2 separate regions of the Anser cygnoides genome follow, and region 2 is linked to region 1. The links are chromatin contacts, called in public Hi-C maps. All regions are on one chromosome and are shown on one strand. The core of a region is the stretch at or near the end of the contact, and the rest is flanking DNA. Distances in the headings are between cores, read along the strand shown.

Region 1 (2,700 bases), core at 115-2,614:
TATATATATTTTTTTCATGGGGCTTTCTCCTCCTATAAATAACAAAAATATTTGCTCAGGAATTGTATCAGGAATATAATTTCCTCTGACATTATCTACATGGTGTATAATTTTGTGAGATTTCTGCATTGGGCTTGTGTATTTCTAATGCCAACAGCTGAAAGTATACAAAAATACTGCTGTGGTATCTATTCTGCTCAGTTTCGGTCAGCGGAATGCCACACTAGTTCATGACATATGGGTTGTGTGATAAAGCAAAAAATAACCCTGGCTGAAAGTGTATTTGTTGGGTTCAGGAATGAATAACCAAAACAGTTACAAAGCACTAGACTTAAATGCTGTGGTACCTTAGGCAAAACTCAAAGTACCTTACTGAAACCGATTCATTATGCCCCATAACATTTTTACCTATTTATTATCATAGAATGGTCGAACAGATTTGATTGATGAATAATTTTTGAAGCATAACAGAAGCATTATTTTGAAATACGAGCGTTGTAGCCCCAATTTTATCTTCAAGGGAACACAAATTGGCATACAGATGAGAAAACGAGGCCCACGCTTTTCTCTGCCGCATATTGTTACACAACTTTTAGTTACTGATGGCGTGTACACAATTAATTATTATAGGCTTGATGGCATGTCAAGAATAACAGAGAGCAGTCAGGCATCTGAATGGGTTGCCCAGGGAGGTGGTGGAGTCTCTGTCCCTGGGGGTGTTCAAGGAAAGGTTGGGACGTGGTGCTTAGGGACATGGTTTAGTGGGTGACATTGGTGGTCGCGTGGTGGTTGGACCAGATGATCCTGGAGGTTTTTTCCAACCTTAATGATTCTGGGATTCTGTGATTCTATACCACCCGCCACCCAGAGTGCAAATTTCCTTTTTTAGTGATACTCTTTTGTCCACAAATGAAACTACCTGAGTGGGAAGGACAAAGACTGGCAGAAAGGAAACGTTTTATCGTACAGAAACCTTGGCATGAATTTATTAACAACTTAAATAAGCTTAGATAAGAAGCCTATGATGAAATGAACGAAACCTAGGGAAACTTGAGTGAATCTTTGTGGTCTGCCTACAGCCTGCGACCTCTCCCTTTCCCGCAGCTCAACAAGAAAGGCTGACGGGCTGGCTTCGCAGAACATTTAAAACACCTGAGGAACGCAGATATAACAGCCCTGTCGGTGAGGGCCCCCGGCTGCTCCCCACAAACACCCGTGTGAGGCGACTCCCCCAAGGCCGTGCAGGCGCCGCCCCGCCGCCATTTCCTCGCCCCCCCGCCCCGCGAGGCGCGGCCACGTCTCGCGAGAGCCGGCGGGGGGCGGCCGCCGCCGCGCTCCTCCCCGTGCCGGTACCGGCGAGCGAGGCCTGTGCGGGGCCGGGCCGGGCCGCGCCGGGCGGCGGCAGCGGGGGGCGGCGGGGCCGGGCCGGGGCAGGGCAGGGCAGGGGGCCGCGATGCCGGGCGGGCGGGTGTGCGCCGCTTGCGGCTGCTCGGAGATCGAGGTGGACTCGGCGCGCGGGGACGCGGTGTGCACGGGCTGCGGCTCGGTGCTGGAGGACAACATCATCGTCTCCGAGGTGCAGTTCGTGGAGAACAGCGGCGGCGGCTCCTCCGCCGTGGGGCAGTTCGTGTCGCTGGACGGTGAGCGGCGGGGACGGGACGGGACGGGACGGGACGGGACGGGACGCACGTGGGACGGGACGGGGAGGGACAGGGAGGTGCTGGGGGGACAGGGAGGGGTGCTGGGGGGGGACACGGAAAGGTCCGGGGGGGTTAAGCGGTAATATGGAGAGAGGGTGTTGTGGGGGGACGGGAGAGTTATAGGGGGACAGGGCAGTGCCTGGGGGTGGCAGTGCTGTGGGGATGAGGGTGCTGTGCTGCAGGGTGTGGGGGAGCGGGTGCTGAATTAATAAGAGGCAGGTGTGGGGAACAGGATTCAGGGTCGGTGCATGAAGGATGGGGTGCTGGGTAGAGGGGTTTTGGGGGCAGCACGCGGAGAGGAGAGCTCTGCAAAGCATGGGGGGGATGTGGGAACCAGCGCTGCGCCAAGTGGAAATGGGAGAGGGGCACTGCCTGCTGCGTGAGGTGGGGGGCAGAAGTGGGTGAAAAGGAGTTGGGATGGACGGGGGAAGGCGCTGTGCGAGGTGGGGGAGATGCTTCGTGTGCGGCAGGAATAAGTGCACGAGGGGCTGGAGCTGTCGGTGGGGTGGGCTGGCTGCACGGGGAGCTGGGAGGTCTGTGAAATAATTTGGGGTAGGAGATGGGACGGTTAGGTGGCTGATGGGCAGAGGGAGTGCACGGCGGCACGGAGGTGACGTGGTGGAGGCAAAAAGAGGCTGGAAGCAAAGGGTGAAGAGTCTCATTGTGTAAACGGGTGGGTTGGGGTGTATCCCTGGAGGGTAAGGGATGTGTGCGTGGAACGGGGCTGCATGCAGAGGATATGGTGTTTGGAAGAGGATAGAAGGAAAATAGGTGTGGGGAATATGTATAGGGAGAAAGAAAATGCAAGAAACATGGGAAGGAGCCTTGTGGAGGAGCTTAGCAGTGAAACAAGGGGCCTAAAGGGCTATATGGCTGTGGGGAAGAAAGAGTCATTGTGGTGGAAAGGGCAGCACTGCACGGTGGAGTTCGGGAGTTTGTAGTCTAGGGTTCCTCTAGATGTCTGGTGCCATTGCCATCTTCTATCTCAGGGCAGTGGCGT
Region 2 (2,743 bases), core at 230-2,729, 140 kb before region 1:
ATACTGCAACTGTCTGTTGGAACATTCCAGGAAAGGAATACATAATGAAAGATGAAAAAAAAAAAAAAAAAGTATTTTTTTAGCTTTTTATATTTTGGATATAAAAGCCTCCAAATGCAAAGTTTTCCCTCTATTTCCAAGTCACTTTTAAAGAGAAATGTCTGCCCTTTATTCTTACAATCAAAAGACGTTAACTTCAGGTGGTTTAACCACTCAAGGTAACTAGCTCTCTCCTGAATAAAAAAGAAAAAAAAATAGAAGACATCACTCATTAGACTGTGAAAGGAAACACAAAGAAAAACCTTATCCTCAGACAAGTTTTGAACTATGTATGGTTTATTTTCCCCTGCTAGAATTCCAGAGAAGCTACCCTAAAGCTTCTGAGTTTCTAAAACAGACAGGCCTATATATTTCCATCCTCATAGTTTTGTGCTCTAGGTGGAAGCTGCGATGCCTGGACTTCTCCCTTCTCAAAATCTGACAGGCTCCAAAATCCCTTTTTGAACTAATTATATCATGGAGTAGCATGATGTAACAGAGTAGGATTGAATGCTTTCTCATTAAACTCTTTATAACAGGAACTTTACTTTCCCAAACCTATGCATTCTAAGTAATAAAATAAAAACATATGTGAAAGCACTTCAAACAGGTCTTTTAAGTTCTAAATTCTCATTGAGACTGCTGCTGCATTAGCACTGAACCCTTATTCTCCACAGCTTGTGAATCTGCAGTGGGATCATATTTTCTTGCTGTACTGGCACCACATGGAGCAGATTGTGTTAGGTCCCACAGCAGTAACAGAAATAATGCGTTACTGCTGAACACAAATGCGCTGCCCCTCCACAAATCTAACCTAACACCATGGGTCCACCCCACCACCATCCTGATCTTTTTATCATTGGTTTCTTGAGTCATGGGGCTGTTCTCTGACCTTGTGCTAGGTATCAGCAGGACAAACTGATGAATTTTGTAACTTATTTGGGTCCTAACAAGCCAGCCTCAGCAACGATAGTCAACTGCTTTTCCCATCTTCATTGTGAGAAAATCATTGAAAGCCGACTCTCTCAGGCAAGGCCCTAAAATGCATGCGCTTGCCTGCAGAGTAAGATGAAGTGTTGGCTATGTAAATCGTACACATGGCGAATTGTATGGAGCAGAGCAGCCTGCCTGACAGGAAACCGCACCTTCATTAGTCCCAATGGGATTACTTAAAAGTACATCCCTTGGAGGCAACTGTTAGGAACTTGTTTCTATTGCTCATGGCAACTCCTACGAGCCAAAACTCCATCTTCAACTCCATCTTCTTCTTCATCCTCTTTCTATGATGGCTAGCCAGCAGAGATGGTGACTTTATGTCGGACAAGCGTGTTAAAAACCTGAAAAAAAAAAGGCCCGTTCCCCGCCGGGAAACGCCGCCGAGAGGAGGCAGGGACCGGCAGCGGCGCCCCTGAGGCGTTCCGGCGGCCATTTCGCGGCGCAGCCCCGCTCCCCGCGGTAGCGGGAAGAGCCGAGGCGGCGACCCAGGGAGCACCCCCCGGCCGCCACAGGGGGACCGGAGCACCCAGAGGAGCCCGCGGGCTCCCCGCTCCTCCTCCTCCGTGGCGGGGCGGTGGCAGCGCTTGCGCGCTGGGGGGCCGGCGGCGGCCGCAAGTTTGGGGCCACGTGGGGCGAGGAGTAGGGCTCCGCTGGGTACGGTCCGTCCCACAGACGGTTCCCGAGCCCCGCCGAGCTCTGCTCGCTGCCTCCTCGGCCTCGCCATGGCCCCCGCCGAGATCCTCAGCGGCAAGGCGGTCTCCGCGTACGTACCCGCCCGGCCCGCCATGCCCCCCGGGGACGCTTCCTGATGGAGGGAGGGAAGCAAGGAGGGAGCGGGCGGGCGGACCCCGCTGTGGGTCCGTGAGGGTTTCTGCCCCCCCGGGCTAGGTGTGACCGGGGAGGAAAGCCGTGAGGCTGTGTGGAATTGGGGTTTGGGAGGTGCACGGGGGGTCCGGCCTCGGCATGGGGCTGCAGGGGTCTTTGCTGCCGGAGTGAGGTGGTTTTAAGACACCTCGAAGCTTTTTCACTACGCGGGATTAATTCAAGCTGGCTTCTTCCTGTGTGCAAACGGTGCGCTGTTAAACGAGAGTAGCAGCGAGGGCCTCGGGAAGAACTGGGAGTGTTGTCCCAGCTGTGCTGCTGCCCACAGCCTCAGCCTGCCCCTGGGCTCTGTGCTCCTGGAGAGCTCAGCGTCTGCCCTGAGATAAGGCCTGGGCCGAGCTGAAACCACTCGACAGCTTCTGGTCTGCTGTGAATTTACTCGCTGCTGCCAGGATGCTTTTATGAGCGGGAGTTGGGAACTTGTGCTTCAGTCTCTGTTCTCGTACTGTGCAAGCATCGGTTGCTTCTTTTTACAGCAGAATAAATCAACCTGTGTGTTGGAGAACACCAGGATGTGCGTTAACACATGTCCTGCAAACCCTATTTGAAAGACTTGTCAGACCCTACAGGAAAAGGCTTCCTTCTGCTTTCAGTTTTCAGTCAGCTGGTTAGCCTTGTGTCTTAGTTTACCTATTTTTCCTACTGGTACTTTAACACTGCTATACATACACTGTACATACTTGCACATTCCTACACATGTACTAGGAAAATGCAGTGTTTAGCAAAGAGTAACACTTACTGTGGTATTCTGTGCTAATGGGTTTTGGTTGGTTAGGTTCATTAGGTACATTCTCTCTGTAACCAGGGAATTCGGATAGAAGGCGTA

Evidence for each region. A called contact is a pair of places that touch in the nucleus more often than the background predicts.
Region 2: a Hi-C map of liver shows a contact between it and region 1, with 2.4 times the contacts expected there. The contact joins the promoter of MTHFD1 here to the promoter of BRF1 in region 1. A contact is called at or near these places in 2 of 7 Hi-C or Micro-C datasets (granulosa cells and liver).

Annotation. Positions count from the first base shown.
Region 1 is chr5:59,003,466-59,006,165 of Taihu_goose_T2T_genome, reverse strand. BRF1 (BRF1 RNA polymerase III transcription initiation factor subunit) reads left to right here and starts at 1,364. Exons shown (of 15, transcript XM_066998462.1): 1 at 1,364-1,640. The coding sequence starts at 1,454. PPP1R36 (protein phosphatase 1 regulatory subunit 36) reads left to right here. Exons shown (of 13, transcript XM_066998467.1): 13 at 1-1,323.
Region 2 is chr5:59,144,169-59,146,911 of Taihu_goose_T2T_genome, reverse strand. It overlaps MTHFD1 (methylenetetrahydrofolate dehydrogenase, cyclohydrolase and formyltetrahydrofolate synthetase 1), which reads left to right and starts at 1,479. Exons shown (of 28, transcript XM_013183082.3): 1 at 1,479-1,798. The coding sequence starts at 1,758.